Linked DNA regions of Bos taurus: region 2 is linked to region 1. The links are chromatin contacts, called in public Hi-C maps. All regions are on one chromosome and are shown on one strand. Each heading gives the region's core, a stretch centred on a gene start, on an enhancer-like site or on the middle of the called end of the contact. The rest is flanking DNA. Distances are from core to core; before and after follow the strand shown.

What was found. Hi-C and Micro-C count contacts between places; a contact is called where the count stands out from the background.
Region 2: a Hi-C map of an unstated tissue shows a contact between it and region 1, with 4 times the contacts expected there. The contact joins the promoter of HSPA6 here to the promoter of DUSP12 in region 1.

What each region holds. Positions count from the first base shown.
Region 1 is chr3:7,855,961-7,862,922 of ARS-UCD2.0, forward strand. DUSP12 (dual specificity phosphatase 12) reads right to left here and starts at 4,557. Exons shown (of 6, transcript XM_002685847.7): 1 at 4,180-4,557; 2 at 1,408-1,521; 3 at 1,197-1,315; 4 at 310-406; 5 at 1-3. The coding sequence starts at 4,523.
Region 2 is chr3:8,028,651-8,035,612 of ARS-UCD2.0, forward strand. HSPA6 (heat shock protein family A (Hsp70) member 6) reads right to left here and starts at 5,103. Exons shown (of 1, transcript XM_002685850.6): 1 at 2,695-5,103. The coding sequence starts at 4,964. The coding sequence ends at 3,033. TRNAG-GCC (transfer RNA glycine (anticodon GCC)) reads left to right here and starts at 5,646; the gene lies at 5,646-5,716.

The DNA of each region.
Region 1 (6,962 bases), core at 3,307-5,806:
CGCCTGCAACCCCCAAACAAACAAAAACATTAATGATTTCCAAAAGAATGGAAAAATAGATTAAAAGTGCAGTTATTTCTTAGAGGGAAAATTAATATAACAAAGATTATGCTATTTTAATTTTTGATAACCTCTACAAGTAACCAGATAACTTTTAAGAATTCATATTCTCCTTGAAATCAGATCTGAATATGAAATTTCTATATTTTTCCATTAAACAATCTTCCTACAAGATTTTAAGAAACTGAAACTTTCAGTACTTTTCTACTGAGACAAAGTAAAATCTCCAGAGGATACAAAATATTTTACCTGCACTTTCTACATTTGTAGAGACCCCCATCTTTCAATCCTTGTGAAATGGCAGATGGGTCAACAGCAAAGAGTTCTTGAGGTAAGTTCTGCAATTCTACGTAACATAAAACATATCCACTTGTCAAAATCAACTCTACATTTTCAGACAAATTCAGTTTGTGTCAAATTGAGGCAAGTTGCTCAGTGGTAAAGAATCCACATGCCAATACAGAAGACAAAGGTTCAATCTGTAGGTTGGGAAGATCCCCGGGAGAAGGAAATGGCAACCCACTCTGGTATTCTTGCCTGGGAAATCCCATGGACAGAGAAGCCAGTCCATGGGGTCACAAGACAGTCAGACACAACTTAGCAACTAAACAACAAAATGCTAATCTCAGAAATTAAAAAAAATCTCCCGTGTTGAGGAACGAGGACGAGGTGGGACAGCACAGTGATGCAGCCCTTGGCTTCCAGGCACAGACTGCCTGACTTCAAGTTCGAGCCAGCCATTTACAAACCATGTGACCCTGAACAAGCTATTTCTTGCTAAACCATGGTTTCAAAATGAAATAAAAGTACCTGCTTCAAAAGTGAAATAATGCACCTGAAGCATCTGGTGTCAGAGTAAACCACATCTACAAAGGACTGAATGTGCTGTGCTTCGGTTGCTCAGTTGTGTCTGACTCTTAGCAACCCCATGGACTATATAGCCCGCCAGGCTCCTTAGTCCATGGGATTTCCGAAAGTAAGAATACTGGAGTAGGTTGTGATGACCTCCTCCAGGGGATCTTCCCAACCCAGGGATGGAACCCAGGTCTCCGGCATTGTGGGCAGATCCTTTACCCAGGCTGAGCCACCAGGGACGCCCAAAAAGGACTGAATACATACTGCCAATTATTACTTACCTGGATACTTCTCTGTAACCTTTTGTAAACGATATTGTTTATAAACTGCACTGGAGGTATCCACTTCACAGCCCATTGCCTGGTATAATTTCAGTTGCCACTCAAACCCCTCATTCATCCTGCAAGGGCAAACAGATACAGAGTTAAATTTTCTTTAAATAAATAAAACTGCATCACAAAAGCAGAATTATTACTGTATCAAGTAACTCACTTGGCCTCTGGCTTGACAGTCTTAAGGTTTTCATAGGCTTCTTCAAAGGTAAGCTGGTCAGTCTTCATCATAAAAGCAGTTATTACAGTCACACTTCGACTGACCCCTGAATGACTGAAAAAGAAACCTTTAAAATATCAAATAGCAACAATTACAAAAACAAAAAAACCCACCCCTATAAATGGTAAAGTTTGGGTCCACTTCTTGTCTGCTTCTTCTACTCAGGTAAATCCTATGCCTCTGAAATACTACTGCTACACAAAAGAAGTATTCCTTGATTTCCTTATTCACTTTTAATTCTGAACCATGTGAATGTACTACCTACTGAAAAATAATTATACTAATTTTTTAACACCTCACAATGCCTTCAGATAAGAAAGCCTTCCTCAGCGATCAATGCAAAGAAATAGAGGAAAACAAAAGAATGGGAAAGACTAGAGATCTCTTCAAGAAAATTAGAGATACCAAGGGAACATTTCATGCAAAGATGGGCTCGATAAAGGACAGAAATGGTATGGACCTAACAGAAGCAGAAGATATTAAGAAGAGGTGGCAAGAATACACAGAAGAACTGTACAAAAAAGCTTCACGACCCAGATAATCACAATGATGTGATCCCTCACCTAAAGCCAGACATCCTGGAATGCAAAGTCAAGTGGGCCTTGGGAGGCATCACTACGAACAAAGCTAGTGGAGGTGATGGAATTCCAGTTGAGCTATTTCAAATCCTGAAAGATGATGCTGTGAAAGTGCGGCACTCAATATGCCAGCAAATTTGGAAAACTCAGCAGTGGCCACAGGACTGGAAAAGGTAAGTTTTCATTCCAATCCCAAAGAAAGGCAATGCCAAAGAATGCTCAAACTACCGCACAATTGCACTCATCTCACAGGCTAGTAAAGTAATGCTCAAAATTCTCCAAGCTAGGCTTCAGCAATAAGTGAACCGTGAACTTCCAGATGTTCAAGCTGGTTTTAGAAAAGGCAGAGGAACCACAGGTCAAATTGCCAACATCCGCTGGATGAAAAAAGCAAGAGAGTTCCAGAAAAACATCTATTTCTGCTTTATTGACTATGCCAAAGCCTTTGACTGTGTGAATCATAATAAACTGTAGAAAATTCTAAAAGACATGGGAGTATCAGACCACCTGACCTGCCTCTTGAGAAACTTATATGCAGGTCAGGAAGGCACAGTTAGAACTGGACATGGAACAACACACTGGTTCCAAATGGGAAAAGGAGTACGTCAAGGCTGTGTACTGTCAGCCTGCTTATTTAACTTATACTCAGAGTACATCATGAGAAACGCTGGGCTGGAAAAAGCACATCTGGAATCAAGATTGCCAGGAGAAATATCAATAACCTCAGATATGCAGATGACACCACCCTTATGACAGAAAGTGAAGAGAAACTAAAAAGCCTCTTGATGAAAGTGAAAGAGGAGAGTGAAAAAGTTGGCTTAAAGCTCAACATTCAGAAAACTAAGATCACGTCATCTGGTTCCATCACTTCATGGGAAATAGATGGGGAAACAGTGTCAGACTTTGTTTTTAGGGGCTCCAAAATCACTGCAGATGGTGATTGCAGCCATGGAATTAAAAGACGCTTACTCCTTGGAAGGAAAGTTATGACCAACTTAGATAGCATATTGAAAAGCAGAGACATTACTTTGCCAACAAAGGTCCGTCTAGTCAAGGCTATGGTTTTTCCAGTGGTCATGTATGGATGTGAGAGTTGGACTGTGAAGAAAGCTGAGCACTGAAGAATTGATGCTTTTGAACTGTGGTGTTGGAAAAGACTCTTGAGCGTCCCTTGGACTGCAAGGAGATCCAACCAGTCCATTCTGAAGGAGATCAGCCCTGGGATTTCTTTGGAAGCAATGATGCTAAAGCTGAAACTCCAGTACTTTGGCCACCTCATGCGAAGAGTTGACTCATTGGAAAAGACTCTGATGCTGGGAGGGACTGGGGGCAGGAGGAGAAGGGGACAACAGAGGATGAGATGGCTGGATGGCATCACTGACTCGATGGACTGAGTCTGAGTGAACTCCGGGAGTTGGTGATAGGGAGGCCTGGCCTGCTGCAATTCATGGAGTCGAAAAGAGTCGGACACGACTGAACGACTGAACTGAACTGAATGGCTTCAGAACAAATCTAAACTCTTTTGCTCTTGGTTTTAAAGGCCCTGGAGATCTGGTCCCAAACTTCTATTTTATCTTTATATATTTATAACAAAGGCTGGCTGTAAAATTGCTGACTCAGTAAGCGTAAACTGTTGTTATTATACTCCTTCTGCCACTGCTACGTCCTAATCAATTTTTCTCTCCCCAAATCTCCCCTACATTGGCCACGCCTGCCCCAAACAAGAACAATGAAAATAGCCTGCTCTCCCTCTTAAGTCTGAATAACCTTAACCTCTGTTCATCTCTCTTACTACACACCTCGCATCCCAGTCTGCATTTCCTCAGTATGTGTCTCGCTACTCGAGAAGAGATTTAAACTCTTTAGGTGTAGAGACTTAGTCATTTATCTGAAGATTCCTCCTACCCTGGAAAACTCAGCGGCTGCAGAATGACCCAACATAAACAAAATGAATGAAAAGCCTGCGCTTCGTCAGGGGACCGCGTCCCGCCCACTCCTCTCTCTGACACAAGCCTACGCAAGAGGGAGCTGGGACAGCCCTCTGGTCCTCTTCTGGGCCCTGGGAGGGAAAGGGTGAGGTGGGCCAGGGTAGAAGCGTGGCGAGGTTGCTCTCCCCACGGACCCGACCACTCACCAGTGCACCAGCACCGCGCGGCCCTCGGCGCGAGCCTGGACGATGAAGGCCACACAGCGGTCCAGATGACTGAGCAGGTCGGTCTCAGGTTTGTCCAGCGCTGGCACGAAGAGACTCCGTAGACCCTCGACCCCAGCCCCCGTTTTGAAGTTAGGCTCCTCCGAGTCCACCGTCAGCACTGCCGTGACGGCCGCCTCCCTCAGGTGGTCTGGCTCCGCGACGGCCGCGGCTCCACCCAAGAACAGCCCCGGACGCACTTCCAGCATATGCCTGGCAGAGCTGGCCCGGCTCTGGCTGCCGATCTGGTGCTCCCAGCCATGGCTCCCCTCCTGCGCCTCCAACATGGCGGCGCCCGGGGGCCGGGCAGCGGCTGGCCCTACCACCGAGTAGGCAATAGGCTAGAACGTCCTTACTTTAGGCCCAGCCGGCTGAGTTGCGCCGCTGCTGTCTCGGAGGATTTCGTCGACCGCGGGAATGTGGATTTACTGGGGAAGGTGACTTCGGCCTGGGCGGAGCTAAACCCCATTCGCAGCCGCTTCTGAACCCTAACGCAAATACCTACAGGGTTTCTCAGGCTCTTAGGGTTGAGATTTTTATAGATTTCTGCAGAAGCAGAAAATGGATTCAAGTTGAAATGATGGTCACACCAACTGAGTCAGTACCATAATCTTATGCATTTGAAATACAACGCTTTTCCAGTACGTATGAAATCATTTGTTTGTAGTTCTTCTCTTGTAACTTTTTACTTTTTTTTTCTTTTTGCCCCCCTCCTTTTTTTTATTGGTATGTGACTTCTTGTTGGTGTATATTCTGTATGTTTGAAAATATTGATCCCATGGTTTTGTGTCAGTGCACTCCAAAGACCACCAAGAATCCACGTGTAGTTTTAAATAAATTGAGTTTATTACTCAATCATGAACTGTAGAATTTTGGGAAATGCAGGTCTTAAGAGAATGTTGCTGCTGCTGCTAAGTCACGTCAGTCGTGTCCGACTCTGTGAGACCCCACAGACAGCAGCCCACCAGGCTCCCGTCCCTGGGATTCTCCAGGCAAGAACACTGGAGTGGGTTGCCATTTCCTTCTCCAGTGCATGAAAGTGAAAAGTGAAAGTTAAGTCGCTCAGTCATGTACGACTCTTAGCGACCCCGTGGACTGCAGCCTACCAGGCTCCTCGGTCCATGGGATTTCCCAAGCAAGAGTACTGGAGTGGGGTGCCTTGCTGCTGCTGCTGCTAAGTCACTTTAGTCATGTCTGACTCTGTGCCACCCCAGAGTCGGCAGCCCACCAGGCTCCCCCATCCCTGGTATTCTCCAGGCAAGTGGGGTGCCTTCAGATCAGATCAGATCAGTCGCTCAGTCGTGTCCGACTCTATGCGACCCCATGAATCGCAGCACGCCAGGCCTCCCTGTCCATCACCAACTCCCGGAGTTCACTCAGACTCACGTCCATCAAGTCAGTGATGCCATCCAGCCATCTCATCCTCTGTCGTCCTCTTCTCCTCCTGCCCCCAATCCCTCCCAGCATCAGAGTCTTTTCCAATGAGTCAACTCTTCGCATGAGGTGGCCAAAGTACTGGAGTTTCAGCTTCAGCATCATTCCTTCCAAAGAAATCCCAGGGCTGATCTCCTTCAGAATGGACTGGTTGGATCTCCTTGCAGTCCAAGGGACGCTCAAGAGTCTTTTCCAACACCACAGTTCAAAGGCATCAATTCTTTGGCGCTCAGCCTTCTTCACAGTCCAACTCTCACATCCATACACGACCATAGGAAAAACCATAGCCTTGACTAGACGAACCTTTGTTGGCAAAGTAATGTCTCTGCTTTTGAATATGCTATCTATATTGGTCATAACTTTCCTTGCAAGGAGTAAGTGTCTTTTAATTTCATGGCTGCAGTCACCATCTGCAGTGATTTTGGAGCCCAAAAAAAATAAAGTCTGACACTGTTTCCACTGTTTCCCCATCTATTTCCCATGAAGTGATGGGACCGGATGCCATGATCTTCGTTTTCTGAATGTTGAGCTTTAAGCCAACTTTTTCACTCTCCTCTTTCACTTTCATCAAGAGACTTTTGAGTTCCTCTTCACTTTCTGCCATAAGGATGGTGTCATCTGCATATCTGAGGTTATTGATATTTCTCCCGGCAATCTTGATTCCAGCTTGTTTTTCCAGTCCAGCGTTTCTCATGATGTACTCTGCATATAAATTAAATAAACAGGGTGACAATATACAGCCTTGACGAACTCCTTTCCCTATTTGGAACCAGTCTGTTGTTCCATGTCCAGTTCTAACTGTTGCTTCCTGACCTACATACAAATTTCTCAAGAGGCAGATCGGGTGGTCTGGTATTCCCATCTCTTGAAGAATTTTCCACAGTTTATTGTGATCCACACAGTCAAAGGCTTTGGCATAGCCAATAAAGCAGAAATAGATGACTTTCTGGAACTCTCTTGCTTTTTCCATGATCCAGCGGATGTTGGCAATTTGATCTCACATATTGCTGAAGCCTGGCTTGGAGAATTTTGAGCATTACTTTACTAGCATGTGAGATGAGTGCAATTGTGCAGTAGTTTGAGCATTCTTTGGCATTGCCTTTCTTTGGGATTGGAATGAAAACTGACCTTTTCCAGTCCTGTGGCCACTGCTGAGTTTTCCAAATTTGCTGGCATATTGAGTGCAGCACTTTCACAGCATCATCTTTCAGGATTTGGAATACCTCAACTGGAATTCCATCACTTCCACTAGCTTTGTTCGTAGTGATGCTTTCTAAGGCCCACTTGACTTC
Region 2 (6,962 bases), core at 3,853-6,352, 170 kb after region 1:
TTCTTCACAGTCCAACTCTCACATCCATACATGACCACTGGAAAAACCATAGCCTTGACTAGATGGACCTTTGTTGGCAAAGTAATATCTCTGCCTTTCAATATGCTATCTAGGTTGGTCATAACTCTCCTTCCAAGGAGTAAGCATCATCTAATTTCATGGCTGCAATCACCATCTACAGTGATTTTGGAGCCCCAAAAAATAAAGTCTGACACTGTTTCCACTGTTTCCCCATCTACTTCCCATAAAGTGATGGGACCAGTTGCCACAGTATTCATTTTCTGAATGTTGAGCTTTAAGCCAACTTTTTCACTCTCCTCCTTCACTTTCATCAAGAGGCTTTTTAGTTCCTCTTCACTTTCTGCCATAAGGGTGGTGTCATCTGCATATCTGAGGTTATTGATATTTCTCCCGGCAATCTTGATTCCAGCTTGTGCTTCTTCCAGTCCAGCGCTTCTCATGATGTACTCTGCATAGAAGTTAAATAAGCAGGGTGACAATATCCAGCCTTGACGTACTCCTTTTCCTATTTGGAACCAGTCTGTTGTTCCATGTCCAGTTCGAACTGTTGCTTCCTGACCTGCATATAGGTTTCTCAAGAGGCAGGTCAGGTGGTCTGGTATTCCCATCTCTTGAAGAATTTTTCATAGTTTATTGTGATCCACACAGTCAAAGGCTTTGGCATAGTCAATAAAGCAGAAATAGATGTTTTTCTGGAACTCTCTTGCTTTTTTGATGATCCAGTGGATGTTGGCGATTTGATCTCTGGTTCCTCTGCCTTTTCTAAAACCAGCTTGAACATCTGGAAGTTCATGGTTCACATATTGCTGAAGCCTGGCTTGGAGAATTTTGAGCATTACTATACTAGCATGTGAGATGAGTGCAATTGTGCGGTAGTTTGAGCATTCTTTGGCATTGCCGTTCTTTGGTAATAAAGTGGTTAGTTTGTTTAAATCTCTCTGTAGAAAAATAGATACCGTCCAAATGAGATCTGAAGTGTTTTCACAACTAAGCATGATGGAATTCTCCTTCTTATAACCTGTGTCTGTTTAGAGAGAGAGATTGTTGAAATGTGAGGAAACTATCCAAACGTAGGTGCCATCATTCTGTTTGAGAAGTTACAAACAGGTTGCAGTGGTCAGTGTTGGAAGTGGGAAGGACATTCAGGAAAGGGGAAGTGTAATACAGAATATGTGTGTGAGATCATCTCTTTTTTGCAGGTTCTTTCAATGTAAAACAAGTCACAAAAGATTTGGGCCAGGTGCAGGAAAACGCAGTTTAAAATGTGAGCTGACAACCAGACTACAGGTGGGTCGTTACTGCAATCTCCTCTCAACCTGCAACAGATCACCCTTAGCTAAATATAATGTAGCATTCCTCTAACCAAGGCCACCTTCATTTCTGAGATAAAAATAAGTCTTTGGGCTGATTGGGAACTAACTTACACAAACTTATCCTTCTCTTATGTCATTTAACTGGCAGTAAAGTTGAGCCTGAGGATACTCCCCTGGTTCAGTCACTTGCTATAAAAAGCACATATTCACTTAATGAATAATGCAAAGATACAATAAAACATACTTTTTCTCTCAGGGCTCCGTGTCCAACTGTGTTCTAAAGGAATAATATGTACAATTTCACGACATCTGGGGGAAATCTTTCTTTTTTTTAATGGTCTGTTTGTGAGTTAACAGTGCACGGAATGTAGAAGCAGGCAGGACATAGTTCTTAATTTCAACTCTCCCCACTACCCACGTTCCCTGACTTAATAGATATGGATATTGAGTAAATTGTTTAACCTCTTTTAGCCTCTGGATCCTCACTTTCAAAAGAGATAATACACTGTTATGTTGCTGTGATGATTAGATTGTACATAGTCGACAATCAATTAGTAATAATTAGTAATAGTGAATATTTGTTGCTCAATACTAGATGCCTAGCCTAACATTCTTCTTCACTCCTCACATACTTATTTAATTGTACCCTCATTACACATCTGAGATATTATTTGATCATCATCCCCATTAAATAGAAGGGAAAACTGAAGCTCAGAGTTTAACTTGCGGAGTAGATAAAGGAACACCCGTCTGGTTCCAGTACAGCCATCTTACTACACAGTTGCCACTGTCACCATCATCATCGTCATCATCCTAGGGCCATCAGCAGAAAGCAGATGGGACCATGCAATTCCTCTCACACAGATAAGATCAATAATAATTTTAATTATACCACTAGACTTACTCTCTTAATCTAACAAATACTATTCCCCAGAATCCAGGACTTGGGGTCTGTTCGGTAAAAGAACAATAAGGTCACATTATGAGAGGCAAATAATTAGCATATAAACTTTTTGTCCGTGTATTAGGACACATAGACTGAAAAACTAAACTAAGCTCCCAATACAGAATTTTTATCTTAGGGTCTTGCCAAAACTTGCTTCTCTTCATTCTCTGCTTTTCCAACTCCACCTCCCTCCCTCTTTCAACACAATATCACAATTCTCTCCTCTCTCCTCACACTTCAATACTATCTCAGTGTGCCTTCCTCAAACTCTTCCTCTTGCTTTCCTTTATAGCAATTATGCACATAGCCTCATGAATTTTCTTCCCATCCTCCTTCAAAACCCACCCCAATATTTCTGCTTCTGAAAGCCCTGCCCCTTCGTCTACTTAATTGGATAGAAAGAAAACTAAGAAATTCTAAAAGTTTATTTAGCTTTATTATTTCATATAACAAATCCATACATGCAAGTAACAAAATGCATTAAATGTAGGTAAAAGCAATATTAAAGTGCCACACAAATGTTCATAATGATTTTACTTCTGCTTGTTTGATGTAGGAGAAGATTTTTTACAAGTCAAATGACAAATATCTCAATAATAAAACATACTGACCAAAAAAAAAAAAAATTCTCTGTTGAGGGTAAGATTCTCCTCCACTCCTACCCCTTAAGTTGGGCAGGATCACAGTAGAAAGTCTAGAAAGTCCACAAACCCAGCCCTTGCAGTCTCAGCTGACCCGTCCAGAGGGGCCATTTAATCGACCTCCTCGATGACAGGGCCAGTACTAGGGGCTCCATGTCGGGCTTGGGCTCCACAACTGCTGCCCACAGAGACACCAGGCCCCCCATAGAGCCTGGAGAAGATGGGGCAACAGATCTGCTCCAGCTCCCTCTTTTGATGCTCATATTCCTCTTTGTCTGCTAACTGGTTGTGCTCCAGCCAAGCAAGGACTTCCTGACACTTGTCTTGTACTTTGCGCCTGTCCTCTTCAGGAATCTTATCTCTAAGCCTCTCCTCTTGCAAGGAGCTCTTCACATGGAAGACATAGGCCTCCAGAGAGTTTTTGGCAGCCACCCTGTCTCTCTGGGCCTCATCCTCAGCCTTGTACTGCTCAGCCTCACGAACCATCCTCTCCACCTCCTCCTTGCTCAGCCGGCCCTTGTCATTGGTGATGGTGATCTTGTTAGCTTTGCCTGTGCTCCTGTCAGTGGCTGTCACACTCAGGATGCCATTGGCGTCAATGTCGAAGGTCACCTCGATCTGGGGGACTCCACGTGGGGCAGGAGGGATGCCGCTGAGCTCAAAGCGCCCTAGCAGGTTGTTGTCCCTGGTCATGGCCCTCTCACCCTCATACACCTGAATCAGGACCCCAGGCTGGTTGTCTGAATAGGTGGTGAAAGTCTGGGTCTGCTTGGTTGGGATAGTGGCATTCCTCTGGATCAGTGTAGTCATCACCCCACCAGCTGTCTCCAGCCCCAGGGACAGGGGAGCCACATCCAGCAGCAGAAGATCTTGCACCTTCTCACACGTGTCCCCCATCAATACGGCTGCCTGCACAGCAGCCCCATAAGCCACAGCTTCATCCGGGTTGATGCTTTTGTTCAGCTCCCTGCCATCGAAGAAGTCCTGCAGGAGCTTCTGTACCTTGGGGATTCGGGTAGAGCCACCCACCAGGACAATGTCATGGATCTGGGCCTTGCCCAGCTTGGCATCGCGCAAGGCCTTCTCTACCGGCTCCAGGGTGCTGCGAAAGAGGTCCGAGCACAGTTCTTCAAAGCGGGCTCGAGTGATGGAAGTGTAGAAGTCTACACCCTCAAACAGGGAATCGATCTCCAGAGTGGCCTGGGTACTGGACGACAGGGTGCGCTTGGCGCGCTCGCAGGCCGTGCGGAGCCTGCGCAGGGCCCGCTTGTTCCTGCTCAAATCCTTGCCATGCTTCCGCCGGAACTCCTCCATGAAGTGGTTCACCAGCCGGTTGTCGAAGTCCTCTCCACCCAGGTGAGTGTCTCCAGCCGTGGCCTTCACCTCAAAGACACCAGCGTCGATGGTGAGGACCGACACGTCGAAGGTGCCCCCACCCAGGTCGAAAATGAGCACGTTGCGCTCTCCGGCGCCCAGCCGGTCCAGGCCGTAGGCGATGGCAGCTGCCGTGGGCTCGTTGATGATTCTCAGGACGTTGAGCCCCGCGATGGCACCCGCGTCCTTAGTGGCCTGACGCTGCGAGTCGTTGAAGTAGGCAGGCACCGTGATTACAGCGTGCTTCACGGGCTGGCCCAGGTACGCCTCCGCCGTCTCCTTCATCTTGCTCAGCACCATGGACGAGATCTCCTCGGGGTAAAACGCCTTGTCCTCCCCGCGGTAGGACACGCGCACCTTCGGCTTGCCGCCCTCGCTCACCACCTGGAAGGGCCAGTGCTTCATGTCCGACTGCACAGAGGGGTCTGTGAATCTGCGCCCGATCAGTCGCTTGACGTCGAACACGGTGTTGTGCGGGTTCAGGGCCGCCTGGCTCTTGGCCGCGTCGCCCACCAGCCGCTCGGTGTCTGAGAAGGCCACGTAGCTGGGGGTGGTGCGGTTGCCCTGGTCGTTGGCGAGGATCTCCACCCGGCCGTGCTGAAACACGCCTACGCACGAGTACGTGGTGCCCAGGTCGATGCCTATGGCCAGCTCCCTCGCGGCGGACATGGTTGTGGTTTCTCCCGCTCCCGGCGACCAGTGCTATACAGAGTCGGATGGATGCAGGAACCTGCGAAAGTTGGTGCTGCTCAGCAGTGTAGGTGTACGCAGCGGCGCCTCTCTCCTGCCTGCCCAGCTCGGATCTGCTCGGCTCCGGCTCCACGAGCTTTTTATCCAGTTGCGGGAGACCCGCCTCCTCCCGCTGCCGCCGCCGCCGCGAAACTTCTAGCGCCTTCGCGGCGAGCCCAGAGCCGCCGGCCCGCCCGCTCCGGCTGACTCAGCCCAGGAGGCGCTGCACTGACTCTGGGAGAAGGTTCGAGCGGATCGGGCCGTGCAGGGAGCGGCGGCCCCACCAGCGTCTGACTCAGAGTTGCAGAGAAAGTTCCAGCTTCTCCCGGCTTGTTCTAAGGGCGAGCGGTTGGGGCAGAAGAATGGTAAGGTGAAAACTTGCTCTTCCTCTGGTTGGTTGAAGAGGGCGGTTTTGAGTCCAACGGCTCTAGAAAAACCGAAAGCATTAGAGCCATGGCTTCAAGGACAGAGGTTTAAAGTTTTATTATTTTAGTCTTGAAACATGAAGGCTGTGTTTTCAAAATTGTGATTAAGAGAGGTGGTCAGATTTCTGTTATGGAGTGGACCTAGGGTCAGAGATGATGGTAAGAGACAGTGTTGTGAAGCTTTATCACGGAAGTAGCATTGGTGGTTCAGTGGTAGAATTCTCGCCTGCCACGCGGGAGGCCCGGGTTCGATTCCCGGCCAATGCATCCTGCTCTTTTCTTTCAGGGTACCCGCATTTTAACATTTTTTTCTGTTTTTTTTTTTTTTTCTTTAATTCAACTTCTAAAGTGGATCTTCATTAAAAAAAAAAAAATTCTATTTGAGTGTAGTTGTTTTTAAATGTTTCTGCTGCTGTATAACAAAGTGAATCACTTTTAAATTTACATATATCCATTATTTTTTTTAGATTCTTTTTCCATAAAGGTTGTTCTAGAGTAACTATACATCCTCAAAAAGAAGGAACCTATTTTTATAACCCAAGAGGGAGAGAAGCTGTCAGCTTTAAATTCATTCTCTCTCAGTGTTTAGGCTGCCCAGGCCTGTGTGTCAAAAGTCAGGATATTTTAGGCAAGGCCCTGCAAAAAAGGGTGCTCACTTCAGAAAGAAAGATGTGGCCTGGCCTGGGGTCTGTGCCCTGTAGTTCAGGGACTACCTTGTCCAAGCTGCTCCAACTTTCTCTCCCAGCCCTCAGCAGCCTCAAAAGCCCTACACATCTACCCCCAAGAGTTCCAAGTTCCAAGAGTCCTACAGCTTCTAAAACAAGCTGTAGAACAAATTATACAGTGCAGTCCAGTTACGGTATGTACAGATCTGTGACACCAACTACTTGTACATCCTTGAACAAATCATTTCAACCATCTGGTTCATTGCTTTCTCAGCTTTAAAATGAGGAGATTGAACTTCATCTTTTCTAAGACATTCTATAGCTGTAGAAGTCTCTGGTTTCACCCAGGAGCAAAAGAGGATTCCTGTTTCCCCTAAACTATGTACCTGCTCTATATCTGAAAAAATCAAGCTTCTGTTGATAAGAAAAAGAGGGGTGATCTGCTATGTCTATCCTACGGTGCCACATATACTTTATTCATTTTAACCCTTAACAACAGTCCAGTAAGGAGCCTTAGTGTGCTAGATATCGATGATGCTTAAAAATATGTATGAGTCTCCTCTTTTCAGCCTCAAAAAAGGATTGCAATTGCATGCCTCTTGAGGTCAGGTCGTACAACTTGTTTCGATTAATGAAATTTAAGTATGTGTATGTTACTTTTGGACAGAGTGCATTTAATTACTGTCCTAATTGTTACTGTTCTCTTTGCCTTCTTTGGCAATGTGTGGTAGTTGGTGTTAAAATCAAAGTATAGTATAAACCTGAGCCATCCCATGAGAGAGAGCTTCCTTAGGAAGTCTTCCACGTATATAGCAGAAAATGAGTGAGAAATAAACCTTTGATGATTT